Linked DNA regions of Mus musculus: region 2 is linked to region 1. A link is a contact called in public Hi-C data. All regions are on one chromosome and are shown on one strand. The core of a region is the stretch at or near the end of the contact, and the rest is flanking DNA. Distances in the headings are between cores, read along the strand shown.

Evidence for each region. Hi-C and Micro-C count contacts between places; a contact is called where the count stands out from the background.
Region 2: a Hi-C map of bone marrow-derived macrophages shows a contact between it and region 1, with 18 read pairs. The contact joins the enhancer-like site here to the promoter of 1810073O08Rik in region 1. A contact is called at or near these places in 1 of 39 promoter capture datasets (the C10 cell line), 1 of 484 Hi-C or Micro-C datasets (bone marrow-derived macrophages) and 1 of 115 datasets of contacts at active chromatin or transcription factors (pancreatic cancer cells).

What each region holds. Positions count from the first base shown.
Region 1 is chr17:83,915,065-83,920,821 of GRCm38.p6, forward strand. It overlaps 1810073O08Rik (RIKEN cDNA 1810073O08 gene), which reads left to right and starts at 2,870. Exons shown (of 2, transcript NR_166916.2): 1 at 2,870-3,040; 2 at 4,858-5,757.
Region 2 is chr17:84,577,498-84,583,254 of GRCm38.p6, forward strand. All of the region lies in intron 15 of Plekhh2 (pleckstrin homology domain containing, family H (with MyTH4 domain) member 2), which reads left to right. Among named protein-coding and RNA genes, the nearest start is that of 4930500A05Rik, 28 kb to the left of the region's middle. Within about 2 kb of position 2,319, at least 7 of the 459 cell types and tissues checked have an H3K27ac peak or open chromatin away from gene starts, as enhancers often do. A contact at or near this core is called in bone marrow-derived macrophages, where this site is marked.

The DNA of each region.
Region 1 (5,757 bases), core at 1,620-4,119:
CTATTACCTAGCACCAAAAATCTCTTGTACTTCCCTTGCCAGGTCTTTGTAGGACACACACATACATATAAGTACACACCACACACACTCCTGAAAACCTTGGTAGATAAGCCAGGCCAGTGAGATCATGTGACCCTCCCTCAGTCTTCAGGGAGCATCCTCAGAATGCCACAGAACCCCCTCACACTAGGGGACTTCATTTACCACTGGGAGTCAGTCTGCCACATCTGTTTTGCTTAACAAATTTACTGAGCATCTATGGCTTCTAGGCAATGTGACATAGTGATGTCAGAGCACAGGCTCTACTCTTGGAGTCCTAGGTCTTCTTATCTGTAAAATGGGATGATAACACCAGGTACAGAAGCAGGTTGGTGGTCCAGTGTCTATACCTTGGGCTTGCTCCTTGTCAAGTGGTCAAGGCACAGACAGCCCGTAGCATGAAGGCATTGCATCAGTGTGAGCCTGTTATACAGGCAAGCCTCATCTGTCCTCTGGATGATCACAGAGCTCAGCAGCCTCTGAGAAAGGAAGGGGTAGTACCCAGAAAGGGAAGAAGAGGGACTTGGGTCCTAGAGAGCCCCAAAGCAGAGTGGAGAGGCCCTAGAAGTATACTGCTAACAGCTGGAATAGACAGGTTTCAACCAGGAGCCTGCTAAACAGGGTCAGCATGGCCAGCCTGGGTGGGATTAGGATGGGAACAGGAAGATGCAAGGTTAGGCAAGAACAAATGCACCCAGTGTTCAGGCTTAAAGCTTCCATCTACCGGGCCCACCATGACACATGATCAGGCAGTGCCCCACCCTAACTTACTCTCTATTGAATAGAATAGTGGTTTTCATACTATTCCTTGGCCCAAGAAACTCCACTTTGCAAGTAGCTTTTGACTCCATTCTGAGGATGGAAGAGGTGGACATGCGGACAGTGCCATCTATGGGACCCACCAACCACTTGATAAAGAGTGATAAACGACTTATTCTTGGGTGCCAGCCTAGAATAAATCCAGTCTAGAAGAGTGAAGGGCATATTAAAAATCATGTCAAGAAAAACAGACCGGAAAGGGTGAAACTCCCTTAAAGGACCCCAAGGGAGAAGGACACTTAACTCTTCAATAGCCATGGCCCCATCAGCTCATCATCTGGCCACCCAGCTCATGCAGAGGGTGTGCCTAGGGCCCTAAAAGAGAGAGCTCCCAGCTGTTCCAGGGACCTCTGCTTACTTTGGTCCCCACTGTTGATGCAGCCTACTTGACTTGCAGATATGCCTATCTTCCCGTTTGTCTCTCTGGGTCTTCTGTCTGTCCGTATATCCAGACCTGTTCGCCTATTGCTCCTCCAGCCTCCACAGTTCTGTACTGCCTCTGCCTTTAGACTCCTTTCTCTGGAACTCTGCTCAAACCTGTGGCTTATCAGCAGCAGGGCTCCAGCGATCACTCAGCAGAGCTCCCATCCTGGTCCACTGTTCCCCTTTGGAGACTCTTTTTGATGTTTCCATGCCTCTCTGGTCTCTTTTGAAATCTCTTGAACACTTCTGTGGACTTTTTTGTTTTGCTTTTTTAAAGCTCTCTCTCTCTGTGTGTCCATGTGTTTGCATGATGTATGATCTGAGAGTTAATATTAGCAGTTAAGATTATAATAAAAAGAAACGGTGTTTGCCTTGGCCAGAGCTATCAAGGCAAGCGAGGCTACTTGCTGACATTCTGCCAGTGGAGCAGCTGTACCTTGTAGATTTCTTGTTACTCAACACATGCTGACATCGTGAAAGGACTCCAACGCATTCATCTGTGTTTCTGACATAGCACACTTATGACATCAGGGTTGAGTGAGGGAACCTGACCACACTCCAAAGCCCACGTTGGAGGTGGGCCAGAAGATACTAGAAGCGTCGGGCCGTTTTTCCTGCAGTCTTGCCCCCATTAAGTACTCGCCTCACTGTAATGTTTGCTGGTAAAACAAACAGATCCTCACATTTCCCTGACTGAACCGCCTGGGGTGGGCTCCTGGCTGGGAGGAGGCTGTCTGTGTGCTGCCTCAGGGGCCCAGACTCTCAATGACTCTGCTCTCCTTATGGGATGGCTCAGAGTCCTCTGCAGTCAGCAGGCACACAGGAGAGAGAGAGACAGGAGGCGCAAGCTCATCTTGTCTCCTCGGCCTGGGTGCTACCATCTACCGCTTAGATTTTGTTCTCACGGTGAGGACCAGGCTCACACCCACCCATCTCCATGCTTTTAGCTGCTCTGCTCTGCTCATAGAGCTGAGCCCATAGCCCAGGATGCTCCCTCCTCAGGAGGCCTTTTAGCTCTCCTCGTTTGTGTTTGTTTGTTTGCTTGAGACAGAGTTTCTCTGTGTAGCCCTGGCTCTCCTGGAACATGTTCTATAGATGAGGCTGCTCTCAAACTCAAAGAGACCCACCTGCCTCTGCCTCTGCCCCTGCCCCTGTCCCTGCCCCTGCCCCTGCCCCTGTCTCTGCCTGAGTGCTGACATTAAAGGCATGCACCGCCACTGCCCAGCCATTCTTAGCCCTTCTTTAAGATGCTTGGTAGGTTATTGGTCCCAGGCCCGGTTTTAAAAGGAAAAACCATGGATGTTCCTGAGGGGAAATGGAGGGCACAGGTGGACACCCTCAACGAGCTGGTACACACATTATCCTCTTAAAACTTCAGGCATTCTGAGTGCCTCCCAAGTCTCCTCTAAGAGACCCTAGAGTCCACTTCAGGTTGCTCTCCTCTGGGCTCGGTGACCTGGGCCCAGCAACTGTGATGGTCAAGTCCAAAAGTCCCCATCAGTCAGAACTGGATCAAAGGAAGAGATGTGGGTGGAGCTCAGGCACGTCACAACGTGCTTTCTCTCACCCAGGCCTTGTACCTCTAGCCAGGGCTTCTTACACACCTGCTGCCAAAAGGAGGGACATGAAGAGTAGCCAGGCTGCCAGACCTCAAGGTGTTTCTGAGTTTATGACAGGATGACCAGACACCTGATGAGAAGGATGCCAAGCTCCTGACAGGAGAAGAAGCAAAGGATGAATGCCAGAGGGGCCATCATGGGTGAGTCACTCCTCTGGGGCAATTGGAGGAGGCATCCTGGAACTTAGAACTTGCAGGAAGGGGTGGGGAGCACGGGGAATGGAGGGGAGCACGGGGAGCGGTGGGGAGCATGGGAAGACTCGCTGGCATTCCTACTTGTTTTTATGTGTGTGATACTTTATAGTTGCAAAGCCAGTGAGGTGTGTGAAGCAGAGAAAAGAGAGAGAGAGAGAGAGAGAGAGAGAGAGAGAGAGAGAACACAGGCCCAGAGAGGCTGAGCCCCCTTGCTCAAGGTTGCACAGGAATTAGTAAGACTACAAATATCCTGCCTACAGTTTTGGTGTTTTTTGTATAAGTTTGACAAATGTTTCTCTTCTTCAAGGGCCGATCAGGGCAGGTTCCCCAGGCTGGGTAAGAAGCCCCCATGTAGGGCACAGACTCCCTGGAGGGCATCTTGAGTCTAGGTGCACAGCGTCCCTTTAAGAACATGTGTTTCCTGTTTTCTTTCTCCTGCTGGCTAAGGGCAGAATGGGGTTTTCCTGAGCGGAAGACCAGTGAAGTCCTGCTCAGTGCCGTCAGCTTTGGCTGGTCTGGGGCTCATAGCTCTATTATTCTGGAGCTGATCTGCTCTGGCCAGTCTTCCTAACTTGATACTCCAGTCATCCCAGATCTTGAACCCAGGGTCTTGACTCTTAGATGATAGTTTTGGAATATTCCTTAAGAATTAATCAAGGTCTTAGAATTGGTACTGCCCTGGAACAGAGACACTAAGGCTGAGGGAGGGAGGAGCAGGTCTCCTCAAAGAAGCAAAACAAGACCTTAGGCAGCCGAAGACCCAGGGCAGGAACTTCACCCCCATGCCCCTCCCACTGTTCTCATTCATCCTGGGTGCAAGTTGAGGTTAGACCTCACTCCAGTCTGCTAGACGGTACCATGCGGAGTTGGCACGGTCTGGGTTCAGGCCATAACAGCTGTGAATATAGAGTTCCTGGAGGCTAACCGAACATCTTTTTCTACTGTCTGGTTCATGATTTTTGTTTCTTAGAATATATCATAGTTCAGGGAGATATCACTGAGCCTGGTGACCCGGGTTCAATCCCTAGGACCCATATGGTGGAAGGAGAGAACCAGATCCTGAAAACAGTCCTCTACGCATGTGCATGTGTGCACATATATATGTGTATATACACACTTTAGAAATATATGTATATGCATATATGTGTGTATGTATAAATAAATGCAATGAAAAAGGATATATCCTTTTTTAAGATTTATTTTCATTTTTGATTATGTGTACAATTATGTGTGTGTGTGTGTGTATACACACTCGAGAGAGCGCACACATGCATGCATAGCTATATGTATGAGGGCAGGTGCCTGCAGAGTCCAGAATAGAGTATAGATCCTTAGGAACTAGCTGGAATTATACATGGTGTGAGCTACCATAGGTGGGTGCTGGAAACTGAACTTGGGTCCTCTATATAAGCAGTATGCCTGCTCTTAGCTGCTAACCCATCTCTCTAGCCCCATCTTAGTCTGTTGTATGTTTCTATGACAAAATACCTGAGGTGGGATAATTATAATATAAAGAGGTTTATTTTGCTTACAGTTTGGGAAGCTCAGACACCATGATCAAGTAGCCCACTCCATGTGGCTTCTGGATGACAGTGTTCTGTAACAATATGGCGGATGACATCACCTGGTGGGAGCACAAATAGGGGCTGTGAGTGTCACACACGGAACTAGTTTTTTTCCCACGATGAGCTAGCCCACTCTCTTGGGGTAGGCATTCCTTCTGAGGGTGGCATTTTCATAACTCAATTATTTCTTTCTTGAAGGTTCGACCATCCTTCTAATAGCGTTGCATTGGGGACCAAGTCTCTAGTATCTGTGAGATAAATCATACCCCAGACATGGCAGAAGAACTACAAATGAAAGGAGTTACAAGAAGTCTGCAGAGCTTTGGAGCTCGGTACCAGTGGAGGTATGAAGAGGAAAGCCAGCTCCCATGATGGTTGCCAGCCTGCATACAGAGACTACCCTATCTCTGCTCCCGCTGCTTCCTCTCCCCATGCCCCTGCAGAGGGACTATCCCCTCCTGAGGCTTGTTGGAGATCTGGTTCTGTGTCTTGCAATTGCTCTTAAGAGTGTTAGGGTGTGGATTGGAGAGATGGCTTAGCAGTTAAGAGTGCTTGCTTCTTTCCCAGAGGATTCAGGTTTGGATCCTAGAGCTCACACCAGGCAGCTCTCAACCACCTGCAGCCCTGTAAAACCGTGGGAACTAATGCTGGCTTCTGGCTTCCAGGGGCACCTGCACACACGTGGTAGCTACACAGACACATAAATAACTCCCTGTCTTAAGTAAAGAGGTGTGTGTGTGTGTGTGTGTGTGTGTGTGTGTGTGTGTGTATTTTGGGGGTTGGTGATAACCACCTTCGGTGACCCGGCCTGGGGCTTTGAAGTCCTCTTTCTAAATGGGAGCTCCAGGCACAAGCAGCCTAGAGTTATTAGGCACAGGTTTATCTGGGGCTAATTTAACTTGTTAAGATAATTGTGCCAGAGGCTGCAGCTCTGAGGTCTTCACCTTTATAATTACCCTTTTCTGGGTCTCTTTCATCTCTAAAGACTATGCCCCTCTATGGAGCTTGCTGTCTCTCACCCCTCCTTCCAGAGCTTGGGGGCAGGTCCTACCGATGCTTTCACAAGGGCTTGTGTGTTTGTGTAAAATGTGTAGAAGG
Region 2 (5,757 bases), core at 1,069-3,568, 660 kb after region 1:
AGAGAGAGAGAGAGAGAGAGAGAGAGAGAGAGAGAGAGAATTTGTGCATGAGAGACTTCACAATACATCATGACATACTCCTATTGCACTAAGTACTTACATGTGGGAGATGGTTCTCATCTTTAACCTGAGGGTTCTGAGGTTAAGTGCAGACCACTAGACATGGTGTTAAGCACCCACCAGCCCTGAGCTTGTTCTGTGAGACAAAGGTTTATCAACAAGGCTAGCTGGTCAGAGTCCTGAGGGATCAATCCTCTTCCACACAAGGGGATTAAAAGCACACACCACAGTGCCTGGCTTTTTCTCTGGGTGCTGGAATAAACTCAGGTCCTGATATTTAATAGTATGCACTTCACCTTCTGAGCATGCCTCCCCCAGCCCAAATATCAAATATTTTAAAAACACATCCATTTGGGGGTTGGTGAGATGCTAGCTCAGCAGATAAAGGCACCCAGGCCACGCCTCGGATGTAGTCTCTGGTATGAAGAGGACAGTTCTCACACACTGTCCTCTGACTCCACACATGTAGTGTAGCTTGTGCTTATCCATTGGGATGGATGGATAGATAGATAGATAGATAGATAGATGATAGATGTGATTTTAAGCATGTATAAAGCATTTTTAAACATTCCATCTGAGTCCTCTCTGTTGGAAGAATCTGTCTTCAGAAGTTTTCATTTGCAGGAGACTATAGGGACTTACAAAGGATGGAGTCCATATTCATTCAAATGTTTAAAACATCCTGTTGGTCACTTTTGAGAATGCATAGTAAAACATTCATAGTGATGTGCTTGAGTCCTGTTATGTTAAGAGGTGAAAACTGTATATCTACTACTCTGTCACTTGTATCTAATGATAACATGGGTAACACACTCAGCACCAAAAGTAAGAATTCACCAGTGTATTCAACAGGGACACGTGCTAGGGGTGTGTGTGTGTGTGTGTGTGTGTGTGTGTGTATGGTGAATGTGTGTGTGTGTGTGTGTGTGTATGGTGAATGTGTGTGTGTGTCTATGTCTATGTGTGTGTGTGTCTATGTCTATGTTTATGACTATGTCTATGTATATGTAAGTGTGTGCATGTGAATGTGTGCGTGTGAGAGTGCGGTGTATGCGTGAATATGTGTATGTGTGTGAGCTGCGTGTATGTATAAGTTAGAAGTTCAGGTCAAGTGTCTTCAAGTGCTGTCCACCTAGCTTTGTTTGTTTCTCTTACTGAGCCTGGAGCTGACAGGAGCTTAGACTGGCTGGCTTAGCAGGCTTTGGGGTGTTCCTGTGTCTGCACCCCTAGCACTGGGGTTTACATGGGTTCGAGGAGTCCTTCATCAGGGTCAGACAAGTGCAGCAAACACCTTTACTCAGTAAGTCACCTCTCCAGCCCATGCCTGCGTTTTAAATGAGCTTAAACAATGGAGTTAAATAACTCAGCCATTTGTGCTTGTGGGCAGGATGCGAAGATTTCTCTCCTGATGCTTAGGATTGTTTTTGTCAGGCAGGGTCTCACTATGTGGCCCTGGGGGGGCCTGTAACTCACTATGTAGACTGGCTGGCCTTAAACTCACAGAGATCCATCCACCTCTGTGTGCGCAGAATAGAGGTATGAGAGAGAGAGAGAGAGAGAGAGAGAGAGAGATGCCACTTTGGCACCTGATAATATTTTTACTAAGAATAAAACATAACAATTAAATATTACTAATACTATGCATATTGTGAAGACATTTATGAAGAACTTGACTGATTTAATTCTGGATCTTGTCCTTCAAAAGTTTCTTTAAAATCAGAGTCCTCCGGGGGGACATGGACACATGGATGCTGTTAACAGCTTGCTCACTGAGGAAGATGAATTTGTGGGAGGCATGATAGAGCCTAAGAATAGCTGAAGCCACGGCTCTCGTACACATGAGGCTCTAAACTATTATGGGAAACAAAACAGGAAGTCGAATTTAAGTGGTGGCCATCAGTAAGAGCAGCCTGGACTGGGGTTAGGAAGTGGACAGGATTTTATAAGTATCCAGATGAAGGGTGGGACTAGGTAAGAACGCTCGTGAGGAAGGAGCAACGTTCAGGAGATGGGCAGGCGGATTGGGGACATACTGATGCTTTGGGTCCCAGAAGGACACCTAACCCAAGGAGCAGCACAGGCTAGCAAGGTGGCTCAATCCAGCCGGCAACCTGAGCTCAATTTCTGGAGACATTACCTCACACAGTTATCCTGTAACCTCCTGGTGAACGGCATAGCACTGTGTGTTCAGGAGGAGAAAGCTGGCGAGACAGGAGGGCTTGAGGACTTGGCATTATTTAAGTGACTGTTAGCAATGAAGATAAGAGAAAGCACCCAAAAAGGACATACTGTAGGTATTGAGCGTAGGGAATGGAGAATGGAACGCTATAAAACGGAAGGCATGTAGGGGCACGGGTGAAAAGTCCAAGAGATCAAGAAAACCGAGGGGTGGAACCCTTGGGCAGGAGTTGGGTCATGCCTGACATGCTCTGGGAGGACAGCACATTGCGGAGGGATGGAGGGGAACTGGGAGGCCAGTGTAGCATGCGAGTTTATAGACTGTCTAGACTCTCCAGTACTTCAGAAGGCATCCAGCTGGGGGACGTGGAGTCAGAGGAGAATGGGAAAGACATGTGCCTGGATTTACAGGCTGAAGGAAGACGCCAGGAGACCTGGGAGATTCAGATCCAGAAGTGAGTGGGTGAGAGTCGGGGTAGGGCACAGTGGAAGGATGTGAGGAGGGCTGCAGACGAACATCTGCATTGGAGGGACATGGAATGACGTCACTTCTAATGTCCTTGGTTTTCTTGGTCTCCCTAAGACAAAAGTCTTTGCTAAAAGTGGGAAAGGGGTTGGCTGTGGTCACTAGAAATGTGGTGTAGCCTGAGACACGTGGGACTTTACATGCATGGCTGAGGCCTCACTGAACTGTAATGGTTGCAGTTCATGTCAGTAATTTGTCTCTGGTGTCTCCAGTCAGTGCACATGTGGGAGGCAGAGATGTTAGAGTGTGGGGTCAGGAGCATCTTATGTAAATTTTAAATATGAAATAGATTTGGAAGAATTTCTACAGCAAACACCCATATTTCCATCACCTGGATTCTAGAATTGATTTTTTTTAACGTGCTTTACTGCCTGCGTGTCGAGGTGGTGGTGTGAAGTGTGCGGTTTTTATTATAAAATTTCAAACATACAAAAGTAAAGGCTGTACAGTCCCCTCACCATCTGTCGCGACAGTCATCAGCCATGGCTAAAACTGTTTCCGGATACCCGCCCACCAGGGGTTCTCCTTCTCATGCCCTCCCCTGGGCTAGGCAAAGGCCTGCAGAGGTGAGGTCTGCAGAATGGATTTGTTAGGAGCTTATGAGTGCAGTTGGGTCACGGCCCTGGAGCAGGGATTGTCTTATGATCAAATCGCAGGTCGGCAGAGAAGGAGGAGAGACCAGGCAGGAATGAGACACTGGAGACGTTCAGATGGGGGGAAGGGGGCCTGGGATGGGAAGAAGGTCAAAGAACAGTGATGGTGTGAATGAGAGGGCCAGGGAGTGGGAGGCAGTGGCGGTCAGCGGCTGCAGGGTGTAAGTTACAGAATCCTTTCCCCGTGGAGAAGAAAGACGTAGGGTGTGAAGACAAGGGCTGGGTGGGCAGTGTGAGAAATGACAGAGTTTACTGGAGATGGAAAGCTGAAGAGACTCTTGGACTGAGACAAGGGGGGAAAGCTGGTGAGCCACACTGCCTAGGCACGACCTGTGTGACCTGTACCTCCGTATCTGCAACTGTGAAATGGGAGATGGTTATAGAGACAACCCCCAAGGGTTAAAAACACGAAAGGGGTTTCGTTGAATCGTGTAAAGCGCGCTCAGGCAGTACCTGGCCCTTCAGAACTACTCAAGAATGGGAGGTTGTGTCGTAGGAGTTTCTTGTAGATACTAAAGTCAGCCAGGCTGGTGACAGGATTTTTGTTGGAGACACTATGGGGATAAGATGAGAGGACCAGGGAAGCTTGAGTTTTGTGTGTTGGACAGAGAATTAGAGTAAAATCTATTTTAACTACATTGATATGGAAAGCCTTTATTATCAAAGGTCAAAATTCAGTTTTTAAATTATTTGATCTGCCAATACATCACCATAAGGATTTGTCTAGTATAATATATTTTGTTAAAATGCTTTCGGATCCAGAGTTTGAAGAAATCCTAGTATAAGATGACTGCATAAAGATGGTCTGTGTTTGTATTTGTAAAGCACAGCTTCCAATCTCTCTCTCTCTCTCTCTCTCTCTCTCTCTCTCTCGCTCGCTCGCTCGCTCTCTCACTCCCCCCTCCTTCTCTCTCTCTCTCTCCCCCCCCTCTCTTTATTTTGGACACAGGGTCCCTCTGTGCAGCTCAGGCTGGTCTAGTATTAGCTAGGTGTCCCAGGCTGGCCTCCAACTCCATAATCCCGCCTCTCCCCCTGAGGGCTGGCATTACTCAGCTGAGTCGTCAGACTTTGCTCCAGTGTAAAGCACAGCTTTATAGTATTAATAAAGGACCCCACTTTTGGTCTGGATGTAGTCATTGTTCTGTCTTAAAAATAAATCCTTTCCAAGTACATGAATTAGACTCTAGTTTTGAAGAACCTTCTTTCGGAGCTGTTTAAAGAAAGAGGAAACAGCCCTGCAGCGTACTGTTTAAAAGCCCAGGATATTCCTCTGTAAATACATGTTTCCAAATTTAATTAAACTGAGGGGTGTTGTGCCAAATGCAACATTTGGTTGTTGCTGTTTCTCAAGGAGCATTCTAAATCCATCAAAACATTAGGCAGAGTTATTCATTTAAACCATAACTTGGAATGCTGCAGGCTAGCTGGTTTTTGTGGTTTTAAGAGAGGCCATGTGTTTGACTCTTTATATAGTGAGGAAGGAAACATTCATTGCAGTCACTATTATATTTTGATTTTATGTGTTGTCTCCTTTGGTCAAACGATAGCCCGGGTTATCCTACGTTGTGACAGGGTAAGTCACTTGCCTGAGGGTACTGGAGCATGAATGTGTTTGTCTGTGTGTGTGTCTGTGTGTGTGTGTGTGTGTGTGTCTGTGTGTGTCTGTGTTTGTGTGTGTGTGTGTGTGTGTGTGTCTGTGTTTGTGTGTGTGTGTGTGTGTGTGTGTGTGTGTGTGTGTGTCTGTGTTTGTGTGTGTGTGTGTGTGTGTGTGTGTGTGTGTGTGTGTCTATGGGTGTCTCTCTGTGTATCTGTGTCTCTGTATGTGTGTGTTTGTGTGTCTGTGTGTCTGTGGAGTGGGAATAATGGGGCTTCATCTTAAGCTTGCCCACTGGTAGGACTGGGTCTCTTCATGTCCTTGGAGAGTGGAGGATGTTGTGGGGTCTGTGTGGGTGGACCTTGAATACCTGTGCCGAGCAGGACTAGTGCGGATGGGAACTCACAGTCCAGAGCTGTCAAGGCTACCAGGTTCTGACCCTCACGGTACTCATCTGATCTGCGCCTGACCCTAGGCCAGCAGTTCCCAACTTTCCTAACGACGCGACCCTTTAGAATAATTGCTCATGGTGGGGTGACCCCAACCATAAAGTTATTTTCATTGCTACTTCATAACTGTAACTTTGCTGCTGTTATGAATCAGAATATAAATATCTGATATGCAGGATATCTGATATACAGACCCTGTGGAAGGGTCTTTTGACACCCCGCCCCATAAGGTGTTCTATCCCACAGGTTAAGAACTTCTGTTCTAGCCTGCAGCTTTTCATGTGACACACAGCAGAC